Regions from separate parts of the Danio rerio genome. Here all the other regions are linked to region 2. Evidence: chromatin contacts called from public HiCAR-type and HiChIP or PLAC-seq data. All regions are on one chromosome and are shown on one strand. Each heading gives the region's core, a stretch centred on a gene start, on an enhancer-like site or on the middle of the called end of the contact. The rest is flanking DNA. Distances are from core to core; before and after follow the strand shown.

Region 1 (2,883 bases), core at 48-2,547, 130 kb before region 2:
CACTAACTGCACAGATCGGGGGTCTCATCGCTGTTGTCCAGACAGTCGTTGTCTCCATCACACTTCCAGCGCTCTTGAATACAGCGGTTATTCTTACAGGCAAACTCTCCAGGCTGGCACTGAGGAGGAGGCACGTAGGAAGGATTTGCTGCAGAAAACAAACAAACGAAAAAAAAATAAAACACCTCCGAATCCCACCAAATCTCAGCAGGCCTTTTTCGAATCATTTCAGGGTGTTTGTGGTAACTTAAAGCCAAGCACACCCACCTCTGCAGGTCTTGTTGTCTGTGTCTAGTATCTGGTCGTCAGCACAGGCGCAGGATCGTCCGGTGGGCGTCAGAAGGCACAAACTGCTGCAGCCACCATTATTAGCACGACACACATTAGAGCCTATAACTGCACAAATCACAAACAAACAATACAACTGTGAAACATTGAATCAATTAAGTTGTTTGCTTAAAAGTTTGGGATCAGTAAGACTTTTAAATCTTACTTAAAAATATGCCCATTCTGCTCACCAAAACTGCATTTATTTGATCAAAATAAAAAACTATTATTACAATTTAATATAACTGTTTTCTTACTGAATGTGATTTAAATTGTCATTTTTATTCCTGTCACATAAAGCTAAATTTAATCCCACACAAACCTTTAGATATTATTATAGTGAGATGAACTGAGCTCAAAAAACATTTATTATCTGTATTAAAAAGTGTCCAAAAACTGAAATAGCACCACTTAAAAAGTAAAGAATGTATTAAATTTATTCACCAAGACCAAATTAAGCTGCTTAAAAGTGGCAGTAGACACACAAGATTTTATTGTAAATTAAATTAAGCTTTAAATCAGAGGAATCAAACACAGTCATGTTAAATGTAAAAGATTTCACAATATTTTACTGAATGGTATTTGTATTTTTGAACAAGTATACAATCTTGGTGATGAGAAGAGACTTAACAATAAAAAATTTAATTAAATAAAATAGCATCAAATAAAATAAAAATAATAATAATAATAATAAATAAATAAATACACAAATAAATAAATAAATAAATAAATAAATAAAATAAAAAGTACTGGTGCCAAACTATTGACCAGAAATGTAAATGATGTAGCTGTTCAGACATGTTAACATGCAAAACAGCATAATTAAGTCTATGTTGGATCTGCCAGCTTGTGCTTGCATGTTACATATGACTCATACAAATAATTATGGAGAAAAAAAAAGAAGCTCAGGGTGTTCAGTACTTTGCTGTTGTTGTGCATCATAGGTGCGAATTTCATAGATTGGCGGTCGTTCATTGCGTAACAGTGTGGCTTTCTTGGTGTTCTGGTCCAGCTTGTAGATTCCTCCACCGCGGTACTCGTTCCAAAACAGGAAGTTCTTATGGTGGCACAGGCCGAATGGGTGGTTCAGCTCCTGTCCTTCATACACCGTCTGGATTAAGAGAAAAATTGTATTTAAGTATTATTATTATTATTTTTTTTTTTTTTTTTTTTAGGAATATGGTGATGCTAAAATTACAGCTGATAAAAGTGATGTATTAAAGATTAATATAGTTAAACAAAACCATATAAATACAAACATGCTACTTGTCAAAATAAACATTAGCCGTAAAAGAACAGTAATGTATAGACAATTTAAACAGATTTTATTATCGTTGGTAGTCACCAGGGAAAAATATCTTCAGAAAACATTTCTAACAATAATCTAACATAATTAGTTCATGTAACACATTAAAAATATATAATATTTATAAAATACAGTATAGGGTTCGCACCCTTTCATGGACACTAAATTCAAGGACTTTTTAAATCACTGATATTTTCAATCAAGCACCTTTGTAATTCCCCAACATATGCAGTGCCATAAAAGTCTTTCCTGCACTTAACATTTCACTTACACCTAATATTTACATTAAAATGTCATAATGATGATGTTTTGAATGTCATTTTTAAAAATGTTGACCATTTTAAACAACCATTTCAAAGAAATTTTCAAAGAACTTTATTACTTATATAGTTGAATTCTATTCTGTCAGTATTCAAATGCAGTTTCTGAAGTATTGATAAAACGCATTATTCGTCATAGTAAATGTATAAGATTGAAATTTAAGATTTTTAAATTAAGAATTTCATAGTTTTTACGTTCAGCCTTTGAATGCAGCACAGTACAATTGTTGAAATAAAACCATAAAATTTTAATTCAAGCACTTTTAAGGAACTATGTTTGCTTTAAAGTACTTTTCAGGCCTGGATTCATATGTCTGAAAAATCAAGCCCTATTAGGTACTTTCAAGAAGACTGAAAATATGCAATACAAATGTACAATGAAAAAAACTACATATACAATATTTATATACAAAACAACTAAAACAAATAATAAAAACAATAATGATAAATAATAAAAACAAAACAAATAAATTAAATAAAAACAAATGCAAACTATAAATAAGAACTCGGATCACTTTGATGGGTTATTTTAACCTAGATTTAATAATTTCTGATAAATAAATCCTTTTTAAATGTAAATGTAAAAAGTAGAGGGATATTTCAACTAAACTTGTATTTACCATTTACAAACCCTCAAGTGGATTCATATTTTTTGTGTTTTACGTTTTTTGCGAATGTAAGAAACTGGCTGCAACTGACTGCCATAGTAAGATAAAAATACTTGGAAAGTCAATGATTACCGTCAACTGTTTAGCTACCAACACTCTTCAAATGTGTTCAACAAAAGAAAGAAACTCATTAGGGATTGGAGCAACTTAAAGGCAAGTTAACAGTAAGTACATTTTTATTTTTGGGTAAACTATCCTTTTAAGCACCCATGCCAATTTGACACATAAAAAAATGGTTTTCTTGTTTCTACCCATCTAAAGT
Region 2 (2,915 bases), core at 257-2,756:
GAAAATGTACTTGCTTGTAGGAGAAACAATCTGTGCAATTCATAATTTTCTTGAAAACTAAAATATATTTTAAAATGTAAGAATAAAATGCCTAATTTTGTTAAATAAACAGAAATGCCACTTGATTTTTTCAATGACTAAATCAGGCTCCTGAAGCAAAGCTATTGAAGAAACAGAAACATAGTATAAAGGCTCAGGTCACTTCTACTCAAACTATTTGAGCAAACTTGTGCCAAGTAATGCAAGTAATGGAACGGATTCAGGATTACTCAAATAACCATGTTTACCGGAACGTCAAGCAAAACAAAAACTAAAGGACCGTCAAGACATGTTTAGTGGGCGAGCACGAAGCGCCAGCAGAGGATGTGCTTCCCTCTCCTTGCACTTGAATAGACCGCCGAGAATATGCGGGAATATGGAGCATGTCCACCGCATGCAAAATAGACCTGTGGCGAGCTCGGCTTCCACTCACACCGAAACAATTCATTCACGCAGCAGAACATCATCTGACAGGCGTTTGCCTTCATAAACGACTCGGGCGAGCACACAGACAGGCCTGCGAAGCTGTTATGAAATAACTCAACTCCCACATTTTCAATCTGACCCCACAAAAACAAACGCGTCGTTAAAAACGCGGCTTCAACGCACAAACGCGAATCATTCATGATAATAAATAAACAGCGCGAGTCTGGACGAAGATAACAAACACAGGTGATAACAAAACTGCGCAAATGCCCTTCTCGGCGTGTTTATCTATACAAAATCGATCCTGCAAACCTGAAACGATCATATATCGAGCGGGTGTCGAGAGCAGGAGCCCACAAGTGCGTTACTGTAAGCTTTGGCCACTATTACCAGGCCATGTCTGAAAACTTTACGCACTGTCTCTTGAATGCATGCATGGAGAAAATAACACGTTTGATCGCGGTTACTCACCTTCAATGGCTCTGGTGGGATCTACAACCTCCAGTGCAAGAACTAATCCCAGGTAGAGCAATCCAACAGCCAGCATGTTTGCATTGCAAGATGGCATTGCTTATGGAAATCTTAACAATTGTTCACGTAAGGCTGGATTCAAACACCTCATCCAAACCCCACGATTGTCCGCCGTGCTCTGTTGTTTCTTGCGCCCTCCACACGCTAGCAAATGTAGCTGAGCAGACAATATGCACAGTAGAGAATGTGTCATTAAAATACAGATGTAAAAAAAAGAGGCTTCTTCAGCCTAAACAGGCGAGGTGTTGTAAAATGGCACGCTCATGTATATTGCTTACTGAACACCAGCATGCAAACAGGGGTTGGTTAAAACATGCACTAAAAATCAAAGCGGGTTCTTCTGTGATCAAATTATTCCTTTTAGTGAGATCTGGATGCTAAAAGAAGAGCGTTAATTGGCGGTCCTCGCTGCAAATAAACAAAAAAGATATAAATCTATTTTAAAAAAAGTGTCTTCTGTTCGGTGCCCCACCGCTTCTGATCTTCTGATGCTGGTGGTTACAATTTGAGTGAGGGGGAAAGTGGAGCCTCTGCTGGACTGCTGCATGACGTCACCCGCCTCGACAGGAGTCCAAAAAACCGAGTGCTCTACGCGGCACTGTGATTCTGCGCATGCTCCTCTCAGCTTACGGCTGACTATTTGTTTTCCCCTCATTCATTGGAAACTGAACCCGCTAGGGCAGCCATCTTGGCTCTGTCGTAGTAAGTGTGTTCAGTGACTAGCCTTTATTTTATAAAGTAGTTGGTTACAGTTACATAACGGAACAGATCAATTTAAATTGTGTCCCACCCCCTTTTTTTGTAAAGGTGTGTTTTGTTAGTATCAGTATAGCATGATAGATAAAGCTGACGAATGTGAACAAAAATAATTATAAAATGGCATATTAGTTTTATAATCATTAAACATACCAATAATTTAAATAATGATAATTTTCTGTAAAGTGTTTTTAAAGTTATATATAAAATACATTATTATTCTTATTATTATATTACTGCTGTTTTTTTTAAGTATTCTCAATATTATTGTCGGGATGTATTATTCCCAGCTTTTGAAATAGGTTATGTGGCTGGGCCTGTCCATACTGTGTTTTTAATGCAAATAAATCAAAGAAAACATGGTTATTCTAGTTAAATCAGAGTAACCGCACATGTTTGTGTTTTGCGTCCACAACCATAGTTTAATCGTTGTATTTGAAGTACATTTGTGATTATATATTCTGTAACCAATTCCTGTAATCAGTTCGCCAAAAACGTGTTACTAGCTATCAGTTTACTATAATAACGCATTCTTAATTTTAGCAAGTCAACTTGCAATAATTGTCTATATGTACATTATATAATATATAGTTTTTGATCACTGTTTTTGGATGTTGCTAATAGCATACTAAATTAAATCGATATGGTTAGGGATTTCTTTGTTCATCTTCAGGTACCGTTTCTTTTGTCTCTTCTCTTGCACAAATGGAATAGCTCTATCTAGTGGTTAAAAATGTTAATGCAAAACTTCATAAACAATTTACTAATTCTCGAGACAAAAAAAATGACAAATAATAATTCATCGTTGTTTGCGGTCTTAAATCAACATTTGTTTTAATCCAGGAGGAAGCATATTGGAGTTCACAGTACAGAGTGCAGATACATAAACCTCTGCACAACCTGGAATGATCTGAAGGAAAATCCAGGAAAGACTGATGAACATTTGTTGAACACAGTGCAGATAATACATCTCTTCGGTACCATTTATTCATTCATTCATTTTTTTGGCTTAGTCCCTTTATTAATCTGGGGTCACCACAGCGGAATGAACCGCCAACTTATCCAGCATTTGCAGTGGATGCCTTTCCATAGCCTACACTCTCATTTACACACATTCATTCATTAATTCATTCATTCATTTTCTTGTCGGCTTAGTCCCTTTA
Region 3 (3,198 bases), core at 635-3,134, 180 kb after region 2:
CGCTTGCTGCCATTTTTGTGCAACAACACCTATTGTGTTGCCAACAATTGTCAGGGGAAGCTGCTGAAGGTAGGTTAAAGGTGCAGTAGGTGAATTTAGAAACAATTTTTTGTTTTCTTCACATTGCAAAAATAATGATTAAAGTACATGATCTAAATGTATTTATGTGTATTTTTATATTCTGGGTAAGGCATAAGACTAAATGTTCCCATAATTCTGATAAGTAGCCCAAACTGCCTGTCAGCAAATATAGATTTGTACCTGTACATCTGCACACCCCGTTCAGGCAGACAGATCCCCCGTTTGCGCGTTCATGCACTTTCAGGTGCACTCGAGAAAGTGACAGCGTTAAAAACAAATGCTGAATCAAAGCTTTTTAAAACCTGAATCAATATTGGAGTTACTTTTGCACGCTGAAGGAGGGATGACACCATGGCTGAGGTATTTCTGTTAGACAGGTAATGTTCTGTTTTAAAAGTAATTTAGTCACGCAAAGCTGATGTAGATGGTGTTGTTTTACAAATGGGTTATATGCCCAGAAGTGTTGTTCAGCCCCTGAAATCTTCCGGCAAAAGATTGATGTGACTATTTTCAATTTATAAGGGATCTTTTAAAGTATCAATAATGTCGATTTTTGTTTTATTTAACAACAAAACATTAGTAAATAGCACTATTCCGCCTAGCTTTACTAAAGTAAAGTTGGTTTTATATTCACATAACATTAATTCATTTTTGAACAATGACAACCTATGATGCGGCGTCTATATTGTTTACCATGCTACTTTGAATATTCGGTCTGAAATAGCATGTACAGTAAGTATGGCTTAGTAATAAGTGTAATTCCTGCACCCGGCAGGCCAAAGAATGGCCACTTTAGGACAAAGCGGCATCCTTGCATGCATAAATATTGCACATTATGACAAGTTTTGCTACAGTAGCTACACAATTGAAAATGTGCTAGATATAATGCAGTTTTTCATTCGAAATTGTAGTATTATAACATACTGTAAAGTCTTCTAACTGGCGAATGACATGATCAAGTGGGTTGTCTACTTTCATCTTTACGGTGCACATTCGTGACTTCAGGAGGTGTGCCTTTTACTGTCGCCTCACAGCAAAAAGGTTGCTGGTTCGATTGCTGGCTGGATCAGTTGCCATTTCTGTGTGGAGTTTGCATGGTCTGTTGGCGTGTGTTTCCTCCGGGTGCCCCAGTTTACCCCGAAGCAAATAATGGATGCACTATAGGTGAATTTAATCAACTAAATTGGCCATAGTGTGTGAATGAGTGTTCCCCATCCGCCGTGTAAAACATATGCTGGATAAGTTGGTGGTTCATTCCGCTAAGGCAACCCCTGATGAATAAAGGGACTAAGCCGAAGGAAAATTAATGAATGAATAATAATGTACTGCTTTGTTTGTCTACAGATTATCTGTTCAGTTTCAGATTATCTGTTTAGTTTCACATCCCAAATATTGTCTTATAATTAAACATGAATAAATTTGGTTATTTTTTTGAAAATAAAAAAGTTTCTATTTTGTTACCTAGCCTGAAAATTTGATGAAATTCTACCCAAGCCTCTTACCTGCAACACGTTTGAGCCTGCCCCGAAGGCTCTGATTGCTGAGCACAGACACAGACACTCAAACTCACACCGTTGGTTAAGGCAATGTTGCTATATCGGTAAGCACAAATATTGTAATAAAGGCGCATAGATGGTTTACATTTTGAGCTGAACCAGACTTCTAATGCATCAATTAAAAGTAAGATGGGATATTTTCATTTTTTACCATCGACAAATTACTCACGTCAGAAGAGCACGCCGAATAAACGCCACTTGCGTCATACACCACATGACACAGAATGACCAATGCTCGATTGGCTTCATCCTGTACACGGAACTGATTGCGGATTTCTTTGGCAGGTTGGTCATGTTTACATTTCTGTTCTGTTTTGAGTGAAAATCATCACATCTTAATCGTGCAATAAGTGAAACAGCTTAATAGGATTACGCCTGGCTTTCATATGTAAATTTGCAGTGCTTATTGAACACCATAGCTGCGCTGGGAAAACTCGCGGTAGCTATATGGGTCTGATGTATTTTAGTAAATAGAATACATCAGATTATCATTTAGTACATTAACATAGTACAAATTATGTTTTGTGCATATGATAGTGCTGTTGTTAGGGTATAGAAGTTCAACAACAGTCATTCCCTTAAGAAATAACTTGATATAACTTACTCAAAATTTAAATATGAGGAAGCTTATATCTATAATTTTTTTCATTTCACGCCAGTTGTATATATTGAGATACAACAAGAAATAGAAAACTATGATATATTACATACCAAAACGTGTAGTGATATTTTTAAAGCTCAATCATGTGAAAAAGTGTACCCACCCACAGCAGATTACAACATTTACAAATTACAAATACAATGCAGTAAAAATGTAATTACATTTTTGTAAAACAAAAATAAAACATTTAAATATCATACAACCATGAATGACACCACATCTGTAGAATGACTAAAGCTAAGCTTGACAGCTTTGTCTATATAAAAACTTATCCATGACTGCACTATTTTTATTTCTTTCATATTTTCTATGTATAGCCCATGGCAGACCAAAATGGGCACATTGATCTTGGGCCTCCAAGGGACACAGCTGCAGGTTTAGGCTTCCCAGGTCCTCCTCCACCCATCTACACCTGCACTCTGACTCCTGAACTAGTAGCCAAGGCTCGGGAAGAGCTTCAGGAGAAGCCCGAATGGAGGCTGCGGGATGTCCAGGCATTACGGGATATGATACTGAAAGACCACCCTAATCTGAGGACCCGGTTAGATGATGCTTTTCTGCTGCGCTTCCTCAGGGCCAGGAAGTTTGATTATGACCGGGCCCTTCAGCTTCTCCTGAATTATCATGCCAGCCGGAGAGCCTGGCCTGAAGTGTTCCAGGACCTGAAGCCCTCCACAGTCAAGCACGTCCTAGACCTGGGCTTTCTCACTGTCCTGCCCAGGCCAGACCCTCAAGGACGCTACATACTGTGTTTACGACCAGGTATTGAATGAAATAAGCTAGATTTCTGCTTATAGAGTTGAGTTAACAAGATGTTTATCTGACATGAAAACTAAACATTGGGTTTGATTTATTAATAATAAAAAGTCTAATACACTTGTAAAGCCTGGTATAAGAAGT
Region 4 (3,069 bases), core at 164-2,663, 180 kb before region 2:
CTCGAAGGACATCAGGGAATTTTAACAACCACAGAGAGTTAGGACCTCGATTTAACATCTCATCCAAATGACGGCGCTCACTGAGCAGTACGGAGTCCCCATCAGTGTACTTGGACGCTAAGACTGCAGGTTGAGTGCCCCCTGCTGGCCTCACTAACATCACTTCCGGCAACAAACTAACTTTCCCCTGTGATCTACCATCCAGGTACTGACTGGGCGCAGCTTGACTTAACCTTAGTAGGCGACTATTTGAAAGTTGCAGAAAGCTAGCTGCCGGCAATAACAGTAAAATACATCAGGTATTTTTAAATCCATCCTGGTCTCCTGTTTACAGTATGTCTATACTCAACACGTTGAAAAACATGGACCTAATGCACATGTAAACAGAATCTTCTGTGATTTTATTATTATATGCGGCAGTCTGTATTTGTTCACAATGGCATATATAAGTGTAGCATACACATTACACTGCTTGAATCTCCAAAAGAGAAACAAAAACAAAAAACAATCATTGTCTTCTGGACATAGCCTAAGAAACTGCACAATGACTCCATATTTATGTTGCTTGTTTCTGATCAAAAAAACAACATCACTGTATGCAGTTTGTTTTACCTAATTACAATTCTGTGTTCTGTTCCTCAGCCAAGTTGCTTCAAATTTTTTTTATCATAATTTCGCCTCATAGAACAAACTGATGCCTGTATTTCCAATGCTTAAAAGATCTCTACAGACATAAAAAGTGCAGCATTTTAACTTCTCAGAATAGCAATCCAATCAGCATTAATATCTCATCCTTCATAGAGCAAATGAATTCTTTGATCAACATATAACAAGACCAAACCATTTATTTTAAAACTTCTCCCATCCCAATGAGAAGTTTAATCCTATGCTACGTGTGCATGCAGCTTTCAGCGGGTTGTGAAAGGGCCTTGTTGTGTGTGTTTTGTGGCTTAGTGTCATCCGGTCATTTCATGGATGGGTGCCTGTGCATACAAGACCCTCCCTCTGTGAATCTCTTTAACCACGCTGACTAGTTCTTCCACAAAGAGACGACTGCCCGATGAGTCTCGGACACAACACTGGGAAGCAATGTGGAGAAATGAGCTTAAGCAAAAGCTGTCGAAAGTTTCAATAACTCAAAGTCAGCAACAGTCGCTCTTCAGTAATTAAATAAGCTCAGGAGGGGTTTCGCAGCATCCTTTTGCATCACTTTACAACAGCAATTACTCCCTCATAAAACAGGCTGGACACTCAAGCTAGCTGTTTACTTTTGCTAAAAAACCAATAACGATCCTGCAGAACACATCAGTCTTTAGGTCAAAGGAAGAACAACAAGACTCTTACGTAACAAGCACTGCCCATTTCATTTATGAGACGTCATCATAAGAGAAAACATGATCAAAAGAGAGAACTACCACACATCGTGTTTGGATCTTAAAGAGAATCACTTGGGTGTGTGTCGCTCCTCCTAGTACTCATCTGTCTTTATCTGAGAAAACTTGTAATAGGACACACTGAGGAGAGTTGTGTTGCGTTCTTTGGGGACGGACGATAAAGGAATTGAAGTGAATTTGAAGAGTCATCCAATTGATTGTAAGAGGAATGTCGCAGCGAGCACTTAGATTCAAGTAGAATTGACTGTGTGTAATGTGGCCGTCATTGACAGATGCATGGAATCGTGTTATGAAGTGTTGCCTGGTTTCACTCAATACAAGTCAACAGCTATCATGGATGGACGTAAGGTAAGCACCCACCACATTTTAAATAAAAAGTTAAGATTATTAGTTGATGAACAGAAGAATACATCTTTAAAATTATGAATAACAAATGGGACAGCTTGGTGGTGCAGTGGGTAGCACTATCGCCTCACAGCAGGAATGTTGCTGGTTCAAACTTCGGCTGGGTCAGTTGGCATTTCTGTGTGAAGTAAAACTCTGAATTACTCCACAGAGTAAACTCTAGAGCAGGGGTGTCCAAACTCGGTCCTGAAGGGCCGGTGTCCTGCACAGTTTAGCTATAACTTCCTTCAACACACTTGCCTAGAAGTTTAAGTATACCTAAAAAGAGCTTGATTAGCTGGTTCAGGTGTGTTTATTTGGGGTTGGAACTAAAATACGCAGGACATCGGCCCTCCAGGATCGAGTTTGGACACCACTGCTCTAAAGTAAAACTCTGTCTTCTCTATGTACAAAAGCATTAACATATATTCTCAACTTTCCAGGAGAACACGTCCCTAATTGCAAATGCTACACACTAACAACCACCCTGGAAACAGCCACTTGAAGTAAACACCCCAATCATGCTTTGGAAGTTATTAACACTCAAAAGGGGCTAATTACTGGCCTGAAGCAGACAGCAATCTTCATACTGATCAGTCAGAGTTGAACGCAAAGTGAATCACTCTTTAGAGAGCAGTATGAATGTTAGCCATGACTCTGGGACTATGAGGTGGGAGCTGACACAGGTTCTGGCCCCAACGTTGGACGCAGTGGTCATAGTGATCGGGTTTGTAGGTCACTCACTAGTCATCTACATCCTGACGGGACGGAGGAGGAAAAACAGATTCCAGTCTCATCAAGGCACAGATACATTACTTTTAGCTTTGAGTGCTTCAGATCTTCTTCTGCTCATTGGTCTGCCCTTCCACACCGCCGCTATAGCCTTAGGCTACTGGCCATTTGGCAGCAACCTATGCAAGTTCATCAGCTTCCTGGGCATTGCCTGTAACTCCGCCAGCGTATTCACTTTAGCTGCATTAGCGGTGACGCGCTACCTGATTGTGGTGTATCCCACATGGACATATCGTTTTCGAATGGGCCGTTGTCTACGGGTTATTGTTATTCTCATATGGGTCCCAGCGGTAGTCCTTGCAGCACCTCAATTCGCTTTTCGACAATTGAGAACTGTGCCCATCAAAACTGTGCCCATCTATTGCTTTGCCTTTCTATCAGACCTCAGCCAGCTGGTCTACAGTGCCATTCTGTTCCTGTTTGGTTTTACTTTGCCTCTGATTATCATTATCGTCATGTATACCAAACTCTACATCTTTCTACGTAAAACGCGCCTACA
Region 5 (2,860 bases), core at 194-2,693, 150 kb before region 2:
TATTTAATCAAACACTAGTATTATGATATTTGATAAAGTCTAAATGTAACATTATTACATTATTCATCCTTAAAACAATTTTTAAATTTACTTGCTGTAAAGGTAGACCAAATGGAAAAATAAATGAAAATGAAAAAGCTACAATTTCACACTGAAAAAAATAAATAAAAATTAAAAAAGGTATTAAAATCATATCATGCTTAGTCTTCACATATAATGCTTAGTCTTTTTACTGTTAGTCTGTTATTTATCTGTAAGTGCAGGTAAAAGTTTTGTTCTAAAAAAATACAAATAAAATAGGTATTTTCATGCATTTTACAATAGCATCAAACAGCCTCCTTAAAATAGAAAACTGCAAACTAGAAGCTTTTTTGCCAAAAGTTAGTATATTGAATAAAAAAAATCATTTGATTGCTTCCAGGCTGAAAGCCATACAAGTCGAAGCTGCAATAAATATTCCCCCACACTGAGCTACAGCCATGTGGAAGAAAAAGGAAAAGAAAAAATCATTCTCAATCAAGGCTAGCAGTTCTCTGATCTGTGTGAGAGAGAGAGACACTCATACAGAGCAGTAATTAAAGGTCCAGAACAGCTTTCTGTTGGGCTGGAAACAGCAAAGCTTCTCAGACGGGGGTTGAGAAACAACACTTTGTTACTTTGTTTTAGCGCTGGCAGCCTTTACAGCCATATTTTTACTCTGTCAAAGACGACAGCAGGGATCTAGAACTTGGACAGTGGTATCGTATCTATGGAAAGAGCTGTTCAGAGAGAGGTAGGTGTGTGTTTGGAAGCAGCATGGTGTTTCTGACACTTTACTTTTACTCTGCCTTTAGTCACGCAAACTAGGAATGAGTCAAATGGGTAAAGACAGAGAGATCCTGTGCTAGAATCACACACAGCCTCAGTTAGACACACGCTGTGGTTTTGTGAACCAAAAGCAGTTGTAATAATTACTGACTACATTGGTATGCTGAAAGAAACAGAACAATGTGGGAAAACACTGAAAAACAACAAAGCTGATGCGAAGCTTTAAAAGAAGAGAATACAGTTGAAGTTCCTTTACCCCAAACTTTATTGTTAACTTTAAAAATGTATTTGTTTCATTTTCTTAACAATTAGATTAAAACATTGATGCTATATACTTTTAATTTAAACATGTACTGTAAGAAAAACATAGCATCTTTTAAACCAATATACTTCTAAATAATATTTTTTTATTTTAAATTAATAAGCAAAGTCATCAGTTGTGATATCACCTATTGCAATTGACAGCATGTAGCTGTAAGCTTAATTTTACCAAGAATAAACAGCGATCATTTTGGTTTAGGAACATCCACTCTTGCAGGACATTTCTAGAACACTAATTTACCTCCGTTTTCTGACAGCTTTCCCCGATAGATCTTGTCTTCTACCACATCGGTCCAGTAGAGGGAGCTCTGGTTGAAGTGGAAGTCCAGGGCAATGGTGTTGCGCAGTCCTGGCACCAGCACACTGAACTCACCCTTGTACAAGTCAATCCGACGGATCTCATGTCGGTTGGAGAAGATGATGAAGGGCTTGAATGGATCTAAAAAACAAGGACAGGAAAATATGTCATTTTTTCAGTCCAGAAAGCCACAAGACAGAACAAAAAATTACAATTTGGAACACAACAAAAATCTATCCATTTAAATCTTCTTCAACAAATCTGTTGGACGTACAGCTCCACAAAAGACAAAACATGATTAAATAATTAGCAAAAAGTTCTCCAAATGACCTCTGCACTGATTTTTTTCATTCACATATGTTTTTATGAATTTGTCTTTTGTGCAGCTTTTAGTTTTTCTCCTTTCTGGAGTGAATAAAGTGTCATGGTCAATATCAATTTGTAAATACTTTCAAAAGTATCTTAATGTTCTCCATCACTGCATTTATTTCAACAAAGATATATTGAAAAAGTAACAGTGAGATGGCAGATTTAGACGTCATATACTATAGATAATGTTTTAAATTGGTTCTAATTCACAAAGTCCAGAAAGTCACAAGACAAGACAAGATCAATTAAAAATAATAAATAAATTGCAAAAATGATAATGAAATGAAAAGTAATTATTAAGGGAATAAAAAGTAACTAAAAGGGAATTATTTACTCATCCTCATGGCATTTGTTTTGGAATACAAAAATATATGTGCTTTATATGAATTAAATGTACATGTCTTCAAAATATGCTTTTGGGGAAAAAAAAAGCAAAGAAAAAAAATTCAGGATTTTGTCCATAAAAAAATTTGATTAAAAAAACCTATGGTTCTAGCTGAGGAACACTTTTTTATCTTTTATTTTTAGAAAATGACAGATTGTTTAGCTATAAGGTAAGACCCCAACAGTATTACTCAGCTAGGATCATTTGAAGCCCTTTGAAACTGCAGATTGGTTCAACAGTTTGAGCACTTCTGTGATCTACTATATGAAGATACAATATAAAACACATACATTTTTATATAAAAATATACAAAAATCCTGAATGAAAAATCAATGAAAACAACAGGGATACTGTAATACATCAATAATTTTTCTTTCTTACCCGTGCTCTTGCAGCTCTCTCCATCAGGCCCGAGTGCCCAGCCCTCATAACAAGCACACTTGACTGTGGCCTTCTCCTGCACACAGCGCTGGCTGCACTTCAGATGCTTGGCGCAGAAGCTCTGGATCTGGCAGGTCTTGTTGTCAGTACCCAGCTCCATGCCAGCTGGGCAGGAGCACAGGACGCCCTCACCGGGAGCGATGGTACAGTTATGGCTGCAGCCTCCATTTTCCACCGTGCAAAGATCTAGGAGAGTAGAGAAAGAGACAGAAGGGAAAGTCGGGATTGAAAGGGTGTTT

What was found. HiCAR-type assays count read pairs that join an accessible place to other places. HiChIP or PLAC-seq counts read pairs in DNA pulled down with a chosen protein or histone mark.
Region 1: a contact with region 2 is called in a HiCAR-type map of caudal fin, with 5 times the contacts expected there. The contact joins the enhancer-like site here to the promoter of lrp1ab in region 2. A contact is called at or near these places in 5 of 18 Hi-C or Micro-C datasets (caudal fin, embryo, fibroblasts and 2 more) and 1 of 4 datasets of contacts at active chromatin or transcription factors (caudal fin).
Region 3: an H3K4me3 HiChIP or PLAC-seq map of gastrula embryo shows a contact between it and region 2, with 2.8 times the contacts expected there. The contact joins the promoter of ttpal here to the promoter of lrp1ab in region 2. A contact is called at or near these places in 2 of 4 datasets of contacts at active chromatin or transcription factors (embryo and gastrula embryo).
Region 4: an H3K4me3 HiChIP or PLAC-seq map of gastrula embryo shows a contact between it and region 2, with 5 times the contacts expected there. The contact joins the promoter of LOC137489127 here to the promoter of lrp1ab in region 2. A contact is called at or near these places in 2 of 4 datasets of contacts at active chromatin or transcription factors (caudal fin and gastrula embryo).
Region 5: a contact with region 2 is called in a HiCAR-type map of caudal fin, with 8 times the contacts expected there. The contact joins the enhancer-like site here to the promoter of lrp1ab in region 2. A contact is called at or near these places in 7 of 18 Hi-C or Micro-C datasets (caudal fin, embryo, fibroblasts and 3 more) and 3 of 4 datasets of contacts at active chromatin or transcription factors (caudal fin, embryo and gastrula embryo).

The regions. Positions count from the first base shown.
Region 1 is chr23:28,498,029-28,500,911 of GRCz12tu, forward strand. It overlaps lrp1ab (low density lipoprotein receptor-related protein 1Ab), which reads right to left. Exons shown (of 90, transcript XM_021469971.2): 14 at 1,249-1,438; 15 at 268-396; 16 at 8-148. Among named protein-coding and RNA genes, the nearest start is that of lrp1ab, 130 kb to the right of the region's middle. Within about 2 kb of position 1,298, at least 2 of the 62 cell types and tissues checked have an H3K27ac peak or open chromatin away from gene starts, as enhancers often do. A contact at or near this core is called in caudal fin, where this site is marked.
Region 2 is chr23:28,629,732-28,632,646 of GRCz12tu, forward strand. lrp1ab (low density lipoprotein receptor-related protein 1Ab) reads right to left here and starts at 1,507. Exons shown (of 90, transcript XM_021469971.2): 1 at 937-1,507. The coding sequence starts at 1,033.
Region 3 is chr23:28,810,822-28,814,019 of GRCz12tu, forward strand. It overlaps ttpal (tocopherol (alpha) transfer protein-like), which reads left to right and starts at 1,885. Exons shown (of 5, transcript NM_212590.2): 1 at 1,885-1,922; 2 at 2,616-3,060. The coding sequence starts at 2,619. It overlaps LOC141380497 (a long non-coding RNA gene), which reads right to left and starts at 1,839. Exons shown (of 5, transcript XR_012398553.1): 1 at 1,584-1,839. It overlaps LOC137489129 (a long non-coding RNA gene), which reads right to left. Exons shown (of 3, transcript XR_011008480.2): 3 at 2,126-3,198.
Region 4 is chr23:28,452,311-28,455,379 of GRCz12tu, forward strand. It overlaps LOC137489127 (somatostatin receptor type 3), which reads left to right and starts at 1,414. Exons shown (of 2, transcript XM_068216907.2): 1 at 1,414-1,742; 2 at 2,222-3,069. The coding sequence starts at 2,417. The region is part of intron 41 of lrp1ab (low density lipoprotein receptor-related protein 1Ab); the gene reads right to left.
Region 5 is chr23:28,478,913-28,481,772 of GRCz12tu, forward strand. lrp1ab (low density lipoprotein receptor-related protein 1Ab) reads right to left here. Exons shown (of 90, transcript XM_021469971.2): 23 at 2,562-2,807; 24 at 1,370-1,567. Among named protein-coding and RNA genes, the nearest start is that of lrp1ab, 150 kb to the right of the region's middle. Within about 2 kb of position 1,444, at least 4 of the 62 cell types and tissues checked have an H3K27ac peak or open chromatin away from gene starts, as enhancers often do. A contact at or near this core is called in caudal fin, where this site is marked.